Regions from separate parts of the Sus scrofa genome. Here region 1 is linked to region 2. The links are chromatin contacts, called in public Hi-C maps. All regions are on one chromosome and are shown on one strand. Each heading gives the region's core, a stretch centred on a gene start, on an enhancer-like site or on the middle of the called end of the contact. The rest is flanking DNA. Distances are from core to core; before and after follow the strand shown.

Region 1 (7,054 bases), core at 134-2,633, 290 kb before region 2:
CAGCAACACAGGATCCAAATCACGTCTGCGACCTACACCACAGCTCATGGCAATGCCAGATCCTTAACCCACTGAACAAGGCCAGGGATGGAACCCATGTCCTCATGGACAGCAGTTGGGTTAGTTTCCACTGTGCCACAATGGGAACTCCCCTGTTCTGCTTTTTTAAATACAAAACTATAGAGGGAATTTCTGAGGTATTAAGTAATACTCTAGGTGTATTTAAGACAGCTAGTTACTGCATTTGGTCAGTCACTCTAAAGATACTAAAAAAAAAGTACAAATCCAATATGTAGTAAGATTCTAAGAAAAAGGAATAAAGATTAAAGAAAAAATTTAATGGGTAGTATTTAAACTAGCTACATTTGGGGTATGTCTTAATAAGGGTGTCTTTAAAAAAGGAGGAGAGTTATTACATAGGCCAAAAGAAAATTTATAGTCAGATTGCTGTTCAAAGTTAATAGCACTTATAATTTTAACATACTCTGATGTAAGCTTCACTGTCAAGTTGTTAAAAAAAAATGACTCAGTCTCCACTTATAGGACAGTCCATGGCCTGTAGCAATCTGTAAGGATGAGAGAGAAAAGAGAACAGGATTAACGTGTCACTCTCCCATGCTACGGAACCATGGGACCTGCAAATCCCAAGAAAGAGGGAGACTTTCACAAGGTCACTAGGGATTAGGCATGCACACTAATGGCCTTACTCATTGTTCCAAGGGGTCCTGTGATTGGGCTTGGAGCCAACACACTTCAGCCAACAAAGTCTCTCAATTAGGTACAGTCCCAATGCCAAGTTTCTCAGCAAGAGCATGTGAAAGGGCTCCTTTTGACTTTTGATCAAATCCATTTAAAATCTTTGCCATGGGGTGCTGAAAAAATCAACATTTTAAAATATGTCTAGAATGCCTCATACCTGGGAACTAATATTAGCTACTTGTTCTTATTGTAGAGATTATGATCAATGGATTCACAATGCTCTCAAGAAAATGGATTCAACATAAAATATTACTGTGGGTCATGGTGGAAATGAGAAATTCACTCATATTTGCCAGCAGTGCTAGACTATCAGCTCTCTGGGGTGGGGATCTTGTCTTACACCTCTGTGCAGGTGCAGAGCCCTCACCATGTGGTAGGTAATTGGCGGATTTTTTTTTTTTTTTTTTTTTGACTGGATGGATGATTTAAACAGATCTGTTTACTGGGCTTGCAAAATAATCATCAAACAAATAGGCAGTTTACTGTTTGGAAGATCCTTTTTTACCCTACTTTCCCAGTTACCCGTGGTGAGACTTGAACTGTTTGTCCTTTTAGAACAGAAGAAGAGCTTTTTACACTGGGAAACCCAGACCAATGGCGGCGTGCCTGCTTTGTGGAGGTTGCCTAATCCTTTCTGCTTTGGAATGCTCCTCTGGGTTGGGGAAGTCTCCTGCCTTGGCTGTGATCACAGAGCTACAGAGGGAGGCTTTCACTTCAGCATCCTTTCTTTTCTTTCCAAGTGTAAAAAAAAAACAAGGTTTGACTAACATGTAATACTGAACACTTTGTCTTCAGATCTTGTCTTCTCTATTACATTTTTCAGTGACAATAAGGAAACAATGATTCACAATCCGTAAGAAGGATCCACCCTTGTTCCCTTTAAGAGGGATGCTCCCATCATTTCAACTCAGTTCAAGTGGAAACACTGAACCCAAAAGCAAAAGAGCTAGGACAGACTGGCAAATTCTGTGGTTTGTGCAAAGGATTACGTACCATTGACTGAAAGAAAAAAAAAAAAAAAAAAGCACTACCTAAAATTTGAGGGTTATGTTTTACTCCGATGATTTTCTGAGGACTTCAAGCCCAGGACACAACAGCTCGAACAACACTGAAAACTTTTCCAGAGAGGCAATGATGGGGAGCTAGGATGTATAGGAGTTTTCAACAAAAGACCAAGCAGTCAGAACATCAAAGGATTATTAACAATTAAAGGAACTCAGGAGTGTCCCTTGTGGGTCTCAGCAGGAATGAACCTGACTAATATCCATGAGGATACAGGTTAGATCCCTGGCCAGCTCAGTGGCTTAAGGATCCTTCATTGTTGTGAGCTGTGGTGTGTTTTGCAGACGCAGACAGATACCTTGTTACTGTGGCTGTGGTGTAGGCCAGCAGCTGCAGCTTCAATTTCACCCCTAGCCTGAAACTTCCATATGTGGCTAAAAAGTAAAAGAAAAAAAAAAAAACCATACATTTTACATTAAGGAATTTAGTGCTTTTCTGTGAATGGGAAGATGCAAGAGTTTGAGCTCACTGAAATCACCCCTTTGATATTCACCTCAGCTATCTGGGCCAATACTCTGTTTTCTCAGGGGGCACCATAGGGGGTAGCTGAAGCTGCTGACTGCTTAGATGGGCTTCGCAGTGAGCAGCCCATTTGTCTCCATCCTGAGTTTCCTCAGGGCTCGCTGTCCAGTTGGCTGCAATGTGATGGCTTGGTGGCTGCAACATCCTTTGTTTACTGTCATGGCAGGCAATATTTTAGCTCTCACTATCTATCCTGCTAAACTCCCCTACATGGAGCAAAACACATCTTCCGAGAAAGGAAATTGTTTTTGTTGTTGTTGTTTTTCCTGATGAGAAATGTAGGAATGTATGAGATATCGAACATTTATTTATTTATTTATTTATTTTTGTGTTTTGTCTTTTTAGGGCTGCACCCGCAGCATATGGAGGCTCCCAGGCTAGGGGGTCTAATCAGAGCTACAGCTGCTAGCCTAAGCCACAGCCACAGCAATGCCAGATCTGAGCCTCATCTGCTACCTACAGTATAGCTCATGGCAACACCAGATCTTTAACCCACTCCTCCAGGCCAGGGATGGAACCTGCAACCTCATGGTTCCTGGTGGGATTCATTTCTGCTACGCCACAAGAGGAACTCTGAGATATTGAACCATAAAGGCTCTGAGAGGGCAAATTGTAAAAACGTACTTTTCCAAACTTAAACAATATTTGCAAACTCAATTGCCTATAGAGACAAAAAATATAACAAAAATCTGTGATGAAGGCCAGATAGAAGATGAATGGAGTTGTAAAAACTTGAGGGAGTGGTAAGTTTGTTCCCGTTTCAAAGTTCAAATTCTCGAAAACACACATGCACACACATATACATTCACACAAATAGACATTCAGAGTCACTTACCTTGAGTGAAATGCAGTCTTTTGGCCATTATTTTTAAACCTTGAATTCTACCCTACAGTTTTTTCAGGTTAGGGCAGTTTTTCCAAGTAAGAGTCAAGCCTGGATCTGCTCTCTGTCATGTGAAATTTTTAAAAAGGCGAGATTTCAAAAGAATTAACGATTCAGCCTAGTGGAGGCTAATTCCTTCTAATTCCCTGCTAATTCACCAAAAACTCAGTCTACTACTACCATGACCCAATGTAGCCTTAGACGTGACCCTTATTCAGTCCTCCTCTCCTTGAGCTCCCCCTAGAGGTTAGAGTCTGCCAATAACAGAAACCCCGCAGTGACTTCTCAGAAAAGATGGAATTAAAAAAAAAGGAATAGGAGTGGCACGGGGGTGATTGCTAAGAACATAACAATCAAAAGAAAAATAATAAAAATATTTATGTGAATTTATTCCTCATGTCTTGTGCACCAAGTAAATATTTAGGGCATATACTATGTGCAAAGAATTGTGGTAAATGTTCTGGAAAATGCTGAAATCACCAATTACACAATTTCTTCTTCTGTAAAAGATTACAAAAAGCAACATTCTTTCTGCTTTTCTGACCCTGCAAATTCCTCTTTCACTAATTTTTCTATTCTATTCTTCTTAAGTAGTGGCCTTCTTCAGAACCCTCTTCAAATTCTCTTCTTTCTTGCTTTGCATTTCTTTGTTTATGTACTCTCATTAATTTTTCTGGTTTCAATCACCACTTTTTTTTTTTTTTATGATTTCCACCTTTATATCTCTGGACTGAACTTTTCTTTGAGTAGCAGATACATGGTTTCACTTTTCTGCTGAAATTCTTCACTAGAAAGTTTCAGTCATGTCAAACAACATCCCCCAGAGCTAATTCAAGACCATAAGCATTTAATGACAAATAGGCATTGTCAGTGGTAAGTGATATGATTCAGAAGATCACTTTGGGGTGAGGTTGTCTGGGAAAGTCTCCCGGCAGAGCCAGACTTGGGCAGGAATTTGAACAAGAGGTTTGTGGACAACAGTGTGAACAAAATCAGGAGGACATCCATCACGACTTCCTTCAATGGAGACTTTTTCTGCCATGCCAGTACTTTTCAGTCCAAATCAGTTTTGACCTCTAGTCCAATACAAATTTTTAAAAAAGAGAGAGAAAACAAAATAAAAACTTGCCCCATGGTAGTTTTTCTCTATCTGCTTTTTCCTCCTTCCAGATGGAGAAATTGAAGATCAGAGACCAAATAAGCAAAGGACGAAGCCATTTTCCACTCACAGTAGAAATACACAAATTTTCGCAAACATAGGTAGATTTCTCTACCCTTGAAAACTGAAATGGCAATCCTGAAGCCCAGCTGAGAGTTGGCCCTTGAATACCAGGCATTTTCTTTATTCATTCTGCATCCACTTGGTTCTGGCCTTGCCTTTGTCCTAGCCAAGGAGCTGAATGTAGCCTCTGATGTTCGCAGCACTGCCTTGCAATCTTGAAAAAGTTGTAAAAGGACTGCCTTTTTTCCATTCCCTCCCTTGCAGTGGCACTTTCAACATAAAAAAGTAACTTAACTCTGAGCCCACATTGGACTTTTTTATAATCGCATCAGGCAAGCTCTTTTGGTGATTACTTCAAAATAAAATAGATGTTTTCTTCTTTTTATCTTATGCAATGTTGTTATTTAGAAGGAACATGGGGAGGCTTATCTGTTCCCTGAGTAATCATAGTGGTTGTTTTTCCCATACAGAATTGTAGCTAATTAAGAACATTTTTTTTTTTTAATGTTCAACTAGATACACCATGAAAATCTTAGTTGTGTGAAACTTTTTTCATAAGAAATTTCAACTCTTTTCTGTGATAGCTTCAGGGGTCAAGGAAGTTAAACTATGACAGCTTACAAAAAAAGGCAATTGTGAGAATTCAGTCAAAAACAACAGGCTTTATTGAAGTCTTCTAACCTTCTTTGGTAACCATACAGACAGTTTTAAGATTTTTTTAAAATTCGATTTATTTTTTTTATGGTCTTGGAATAGAAATGTGTTCACTGCAAGTCAGGTAAATACCTTTAAATATTTGTCAACCAGCATCATGAAAGAAATCTTTTATTATTGCACCTGTTGAAATTAATTGGGCAGTATTGTACATCATGACTTCTCTGCCATAATACTGGCTTTGTTACGAAACTGAAGTGCTATTTGCTGAGTCTGCTTAATGAAGGGCTATGTGTTTTCTTTTGTAATCCCAAAAGTCAGAAAAACATAGCTCAGATGAATGAAGATATATGTGTTTGAAGAAAAAGAGGAAGTTTCCTGATTTTCATTAGTTTATAAGCTAGATCTTGCTTGGCAAAGCAGTAAGAAATATGTTCTGTTTTTAAGATAGAACAAGATGACAATGAACTTGGCTTGAGCGTTGAAGGAGGGGTCATTTGGCTTTTAGGAATACATCCTACAGAGATCCTTACAGCTCCTGCTCCTCTGAGCTTCAGTAGAATGAAGAGCTTGAACAGACTACAGCCTAGCATGACCTGTTTCAAAGTTCAGGAAACAGATATGGTTATAACATGGTCATCTCCAACCCCTCTCCCTATCAATCACCTTTCCTTACACTTTTTTAGAAAACAACAACAGCAACATTTATTGCTCTTTCAGCCATTCTCTCCTCTCAAATAAAATTACCCCTGAACCCTCAGAACTTAAACCCAGTCCACAGGAAGTGAGTGTGAGGATTTGTCCTGATTCCAACACTATACAGAGAGAGAACTATCTGCCTGATTAGCCCTCTTCTGCCATTGCTTCTCCCTGGCAGATGATGTTGATGCTAAAGACTCAGCCTGCACAGCTCTATGGACAGTGTTTGTGTACTGTTGCTGGGTTACTCTTGCTGATATATACACATAGCAGCCACAGAGATGCCCTGCTTTATGTGTCAAGGTTATGGCTCTTTTTAGTTCTCATCACCATGCTTAAGTCTTGTTCCTGAAAGCACACAAAATGGAGGAAAGAACAGCACGTGTGGATAGCTATTTAGATAAAGAAAAATACAGGAAAATGACACCAATTTTTACCAGCTGTTATTAACTCTGAACTAGAAGATTATGGATGATTTTGTTTTCCTTACACTGTTTTCAGCTCTTTTACTTTTTTTTTTTTTTTGAAATTATACCACTTCACTTTATTATTTAAACATTTTTAAGTACCCAATAAAGTAAAGAAATTAGCAGTATTGGGAAAAAGTTGAACTTAGAATAATACTATTTTAAAAAAATAGTATAAGGCAGCAGTCAAGATAGATAATAGAAGGGAATGGAGAAAATGAATCTAGAGGTGTTACTTACAACACTGGTGTAGGAATCCAGGTCTCAAGTGAAGAGGTCTTGGCCTGGGTACTGCTAGGTGCTGTGGATATTATGGTTACATAAGAAATAATTTAAAGTTGAAATCAAGATGGAAAGCTTTCCAGCCTGTCTTCCTTATAGTATAGATGCCACCCATAGCAGATGCCTGAGAATTATCCTTACTCCTTCATTTTCCCTTCTAAGATTTTTTTCTCTTTGTCTTTGGTTTTCTGCAGTTTGAACATGATCTGCTTAGGTATATATATTATTTGTAATTATCCTGCTTCTGTTCTTTGAGCTTCTTGGATCTGTGGTTTGGTATCTGTCATTACTTGGGAAAGTTCTCACCATTATTATTACTTCAAATGTTTCTTATGTTCTTTCTTCTCTAGTGTTCTAATAATGCATATATGACATTCTTTGGAGTTGTCATACTGACCTTCAGTATTCTCATATTTTTAATTCCTTTTCTCTTTGCATTTTAGTCTGGGAAATGTCTATTGATTTATCTTTAAGTACACTGATTCTTTTATCAATCATATCTAG
Region 2 (6,299 bases), core at 2,436-4,935:
GCAAGATCCCCTCTGTATCATTAGGATATAAGCAATCAGTGTCACCCAAAATTGGTCACTGGATCCTTTGAACAAACTTTCCTCTAAACAATTATCCTTTCATGTAAGTGATTTTTGTTTTTTCCAGAAAACTCAAAGCAATAGGAAAATAACATAAGAAACAGCATAATCAAGGAAGGATAATTAGAAAGCAGAAGGGCTAAGATTCAAAGTAATTCCTAGGTTCTTGGACAAAATTTTCCTAACGTTTTAACTAGGAATAGAGTCCTCATTTTACTTCATGTTGAGGAAGAGTGCTGTAAAATAATTATAACCAAGACCAAAGGATTTTATCATGATTACATATAAATATATAACTTAGACGCAGTGTTCCATTTAGCATTCACCAAAAAGTGGCAAAAAATTAACTAAAGCAATGAAGCTTACCAAAGAATATTTACACTCTAACTGATGGACAAATTAGACTTTCATTCAGATTTAAAAAAAAAAAAATAGAAATCTTTTAAGTATATGGTAAAATAGCAATGGCTTAGAAGACATGATTTAGATTTTAGACAATTAAATTTGAGAGTCCAGGTATTCTGTGCTGCTGCCTGTCTGAAGACATTGTACCAAATGTGAATGTTTTTATAGAGTGTGAGTCAAGAAAGTACATCCAGTAACCAAGAGGTAAGATCAGAGTGGTAGGAACAGCAAGAATGTGTGATCCTCTCTCTAGAACCCCCACAAATTTGGATGATCTGTACAAGGTGTGAGACTGCTAGTGGGCAGAGGACCTGGCAATGGGCAACCCATGTAGAACACAGGGGACTCATAGGAAGAAAGCCCAGCCCTTGGAAACTAATGGTAGGCTAGGTACATACATACCAAGATACTAGGTTCACAGAAAACAAGGAAAATAAAACTCTTCATTTTTTACTCTTAAAACAGAAATCTGAGGTGGGATTGAAACTACAGAAAAAGATTATTAATCCCGGTCATAGAGGGTTTGAAGACAGGAACCAACAAGGACAGTGTACTTAATTCAAGGTCTGGTACAAGGTCAATGCTTCCAGACAAATTTGTTTATTTTTATTGATATAAGGACAACATTTGGTATGGTCACCTCCTTGTAAAATAATATATGTGGCAACCTTTAAAGAGAACAAAAATCTAAATGGAAAAAGAAGACGGTGATAAACATTTTCCTTTTTCACATCCTAGGAAATGACTCTCAGGTTTACATTTCCAATAGCATATTAGCTAACCTTAGCGGTAAAATATCTATACCCAAGCCATCAAAGGATCTAAACTATAAAACGGCGCTGACACCAAGAGATAAGTAATGCAATCCAATAAGAATCAAGCAATTCTTTTAGATAATCTTTTCCTTATATTTTTGCTCAATGCCCCAAAGTGAAATTCAATGATACCCTCAGAAGTCTCCCAGGAGTAAGGCTCTCTTACTTTTTAATTAGATATAGCAAAAACAAATGCAAAAAACCTACGATATACTTTTTACACTACACTACACACTTTTCAGTTTATATTTTCAAATTTATAGATTGTATATTCAACCTATTTGGTTAAATTGGCATCAATGCCAAAACCAAACCCTTCCTATCTCTTCTTTCCTCAAAAGACATGATGGTAATGTACTCTCTATGACCATAAAAGCACAAAGAATAATAAGGAAAAAGGATATCATAGGAAAGCAACAGATATTATTTTACAATAAAAAACAGATGATTTTTAAATGATGCTATGAGTCCTATGAAAGATATTTTAGTCTCTTGAAGTTTACTAAAAATATAATTATACTAATTACAAAACAAAAATTACCAATGTTGTTATTCTCTCAAGCCTTCAGCCAGAGGTCAAGGCAGCAGGTTTATCTAGTTTGAGCATCAACACTGCCCTTTAGCTATTTCCCTCTGCTCAGATTTGGACAATTGACACACATGGAAACAAAAGAGGCTAACACTCAGGCAAATGTTTTAGAGGTCTGGAACATTCACATGGAAGCTAACATTTAAATCTACAACTAATGTGAAGTTTTAGGAACTTCAGTCTTTCAATTACTATAGTTCATCATACAACAAATTTAGGTAAACTTAAGGAGCTAAAAGCATGGGCTTTGGAATCAGAGACTTAGAATCCTCATTTTGTCTCATAAAGTAACTTAGGATAAATTTATAAATCTCTCTAGATCTCTGTTTTTCCCTCTATTAAAAAAAAAGTATTAGTTACCTTGTGAGATGTTTTGAAGATTAAAGATTATACATTTTTCAGAACTGAGCATTGCCTGGTACAGAATAGATGCTCATTATTCTATTATATTTATTACTCATTCTTACTCTTATAAATGGGCTAACTTTTAAGAAGACTTCAGAGAAGTGTTGGAGATATAATTCTGGTTTAGCAAGCAGACAGCAATGCCAGCCACTGCTAGGTGGGCAGGCAACCGCTGATCTTTACCAGAAAGCCCTGTGGTTGCTGAATGTTGGCTCCCAACACTAGCCCACACTTCAGCTAATGGAAAAAGCTCCCCTGATAAATGTTACTAATGTTTCTAACGTGCCCACTAAGTATTGGAAGAGAAATTCCAAGAGCTCTTCCAAATCTAAACAAAATTATTGGATTTGATTCAAACGAAAAGTCTGTTCATTACCAAACTGTTTGAATCAATCCCCAGAACACAGAGCAAAATGGTTTTATTCGTTTTAATTAGGAGTCTCTTTTTGATGCCTGTGTCATCTAACAGCAGGGGCCTAAGGAACACTTCCTTGTTAGTCAATAAAGCTGAAAGCTACAAAGCATTCATAAAATTCAGACTCCAGCTCTCAGCAATCATCAATCTCTAGATTTAATAAACTTTCTAACCAGAGTCTTCATTGCCAGTATAATGAGTGACCAGTATACACTCTCAATGAAACAGCATTCTTTGTCTAGCAATACACTGATTCTGACAGATGGAAAAGGCCAACACAGAGGAGACTCTGAGGGGAGTTGCTGAGAAGTTAGCAGTATTGACTATTAAACTAAACACCATTCATCTACACACATACTGTGAAAGGTCTGAAAAATCATGTTATTCTTCTCATATTCCCATTCCAGCATACACATTTAATTTAACATAGAAGGTCTTCAGAGATCTGAATCCCTGGTCTTTCTAACATTCTGTGTACCATTTGGACAAAACAGAGTATAAGGAATAATCACTCTTTCCTTCTATGTGCCTAAGGACAATGAAAAGATCATGTATTCATATCAGCCCTTGTGTGGTACATTTGGATTGGAAATTAGAGTTGTTTTCTACTTATTTATTGCTTTGAATACTGTGTACAGAATAGAAAGAAAAGGCAATAGAAGTTAAACAAATGACTTGCCAACTTGTGTCACACCTTAATTATTAGTATAATTTATCTTTTGCCATTTCAGTGTCATTTTCACCTTACACTGTGATAGCTGGAAAGAATGATCTTCCAAACATCAGGCTGATGTTAATCAGAGGAAATTATTCCCCAAAGAAAATTCAAGACCGTTAACCTTAACTAACTCTTGCAAACTAGCATAAGTAAGTTTTCAGTCACTTCAAGTAGAATTCTGCCACTCTCCCTGGTCCCGTTCAGCATTGACAGGAATGCAGTGTTAGCAGTAGGACGCCTGTCCACATAGTCCTCTGCTCACAGCCTGCTCCAGCCACTCCATGATGAGCCATTACTGAGGGTAGATGTGTTTCCTTATGCTCGCATGGGAAAGGAAGGAAGTGTCCTGTCTGCTAAGTTCACTGCTGCTGCAACCCTTCATAGAGGACAAGGAGAAAGGCTTTCATGTGTCTGGAGACAGGGCTAGGGGATGGGGAATTCTTGAGTGGGGGAGTAAATAAGCTGTGAGTTGAAACATGTTTATCCCAAAAGAAGGAAGATAATAATAAGAAAGGCGGGAAAACAATGCAAATGCAGTGATTTGTATGCTAATAGTACCTGCTGTTTTATGACCATCACAAGTAGTGCAAACTTCCACAAGTGAGATACAAAATGAGCCAATTTTTCAGAAAATACCAACATAAGCGGGGACTGATTTTGAAATGAAAGGGAAGAAAAAAAAATGAAATGCTCTGAAAAATTTCCAAGTTTTTGATAATTGTATTTTGTGACTAAATAAAGAATAGTTTTTCAACAAAAAGATTTTTGTCAAGACTTTGTTGAATAAACACTAAAGTAAGTATACATAAAATTTGAGATGTGAGCAAAAATATATTCACAAAGTGTTAACTTCAGATTAACTTATAACAGTAAAAAACAAGAAACATTTTAATGTCCAAACCATTGCTGATTAAGAAAATTATACACTCCAATATAATGGAATAATATGAAGCCATTAAAAAGTTATTCACAAAGTTTTTATTTATATGGGGAAATACCCATAAGGTAAATAGGAAAAGTAATGTGAAATAGAAAAATCAATATTTTTGATGAGAGTCAAATTGTTCTGCTAAAGAAAGTGGGAGCACTTGTTTTCTTTCTCTCCTGGGAAAGTAAAATTGAGAAGAGAAGGGAGGAAAGATAGTAGGAGAAAGAGCCAAATAACATGAGACAATCACCCAGGAACTTTAAAGAACAAGAATACCTAATATTCGATTTTAGGATCACTTTGCCAAAGTAAACCTGTTTGGCCCTCTAAGACCTCACTTAAGAGTCTGACATAAGCAGAGTCCTTGTGAAAGAGGGGTGTTTGAGAGAAACTCAAAGCCAGATAGTGATTTCACTTATGAGTCAAAGCTTGGAGAGATATAAAGAACTTCAAATGTGAATTTGCTAGAGGCGGTAAGCTGGAGCCTGAAGTGACCATGACACTTGGGAAGGGCCCTAGATTTTCAAAAGAGCATGTGATACAAAACCCTATAGTGAGCAAGTGGTAGAGCCAAATCTGTGAATGCTCTTAATACAGTAGTTATCTTTTTTCCCACTCAATCGTGCATGCGTGAGATTTCCAAGGCATTTTTTTTTTTAAGGGAAATGACTACTTTGATCATTAGGAGAAGCAGCAGTAAAGCATTGAAATGAAGACATTTCAGTACCCACATGAAGGGACCTTTCAGAAGCTATCCAGGGACACTTGGGCAATACCCATGCCTACAGATCGAGTGGCATATAGTATATCATGTGGTTGGAAAGGAAACCCAAAAGAGAGCAAGCAAAACAAGACAATTCAGACCCAGGAAAGAAAAGTCAGCATCAGAGAAATCAAACAGAACATGTCTACATCTTTCAAAGGAACAGAAATATATGGGAAATACAGAAGATGCTGTAGTTGATTACTGCCATTTGGTAATAATCATGGAGTGTTTTACTGAGAAAGGCCCTATGAGAACTGCTTAATGTACATTGTTTCCTTTCAATATCTCAATAACATCAATGTTGTAGCTATCACTCCTAATTAACAAACAAAAAAAGAAGATGTACACAAGGACTCAGTAATTTAGCCAGTGCTACTCAGATATTAAGTGGTAGAGCAGGATCTGAACCCAGATAGTCCAACTCTAGATCTGCAAAAAAACAATGACAGTGACTTACTATGTGCTGGGCACTGTGTTAGAGGTCCTGCATGGATTACCTACATAATCCACAAAACAACCTCTTGAGGTAAGTGCTATTATTATTTATATTTATGGGCAGTAAACCCAGGTCATCCTAGCGTACAAGGAAAAGTAACTTACTGATTCACAATTTATCATAACTTATGGTGCCAAAATCTTTTTATTCTTCCATTTGAACATAAACTTTGAGGCCCACAGGCAAAAGACACACTATCATTATCATAAACCTATTTACTATTTGTATAATTATATATTTATTCATTTAGAGGACATTGTATAATAACCAGATGTTACTGTCTTCCATGGTAAACATGGGAACTGACTTTCAGGCAGGAAATTTATTTCATCATATCAAACTTGTTTAGATATACTTGCATCATTTTACTTACCTGTTTATGATTCATGGTTGCAATAAGCAGTTATGGCTCAAGTGATTTCAACTGATTTTAATATTACCCGACATAAAACATCATTAAAGTGAAACATTTTGTGGAGTCGTTGGAGGTACTATGAGAAAAATGGAAAAGAAGGAAAGAAAAAAGGAGAACATTTTAAAAATTATGTTTCCCAAAGCCAAAGTCAGGTTGTGGGAATAACTGAAGTTTGAGCTGTAGAGATGTACTTCATTTCAGATGACCAGAGCACCCCCTGGTGAACAATGTTAATATTTCACAATTTTTTCCAAAATATTACAGGCTGCAAAATCTACAAGTGGCTT

The links. Hi-C and Micro-C count contacts between places; a contact is called where the count stands out from the background.
Region 1: a contact with region 2 is called in a Hi-C map of embryonic fibroblasts, with 5 times the contacts expected there. The contact joins two enhancer-like sites. A contact is called at or near these places in 6 of 47 Hi-C or Micro-C datasets (embryonic fibroblasts, fetal heart ventricle, heart right ventricle and 2 more).

Annotation. Positions count from the first base shown.
Region 1 is chr1:40,658,645-40,665,698 of Sscrofa11.1, reverse strand. LOC102158650 (a long non-coding RNA gene) reads right to left here and starts at 6,448. Exons shown (of 3, transcript XR_001305940.2): 1 at 3,179-6,448. Within about 2 kb of position 1,383, at least 12 of the 83 cell types and tissues checked have an H3K27ac peak or open chromatin away from gene starts, as enhancers often do.
Region 2 is chr1:40,367,222-40,373,520 of Sscrofa11.1, reverse strand. No RefSeq gene overlaps it. Among named protein-coding and RNA genes, the nearest start is that of HSF2, 190 kb to the right of the region's middle. Within about 2 kb of position 3,685, at least 4 of the 83 cell types and tissues checked have an H3K27ac peak or open chromatin away from gene starts, as enhancers often do.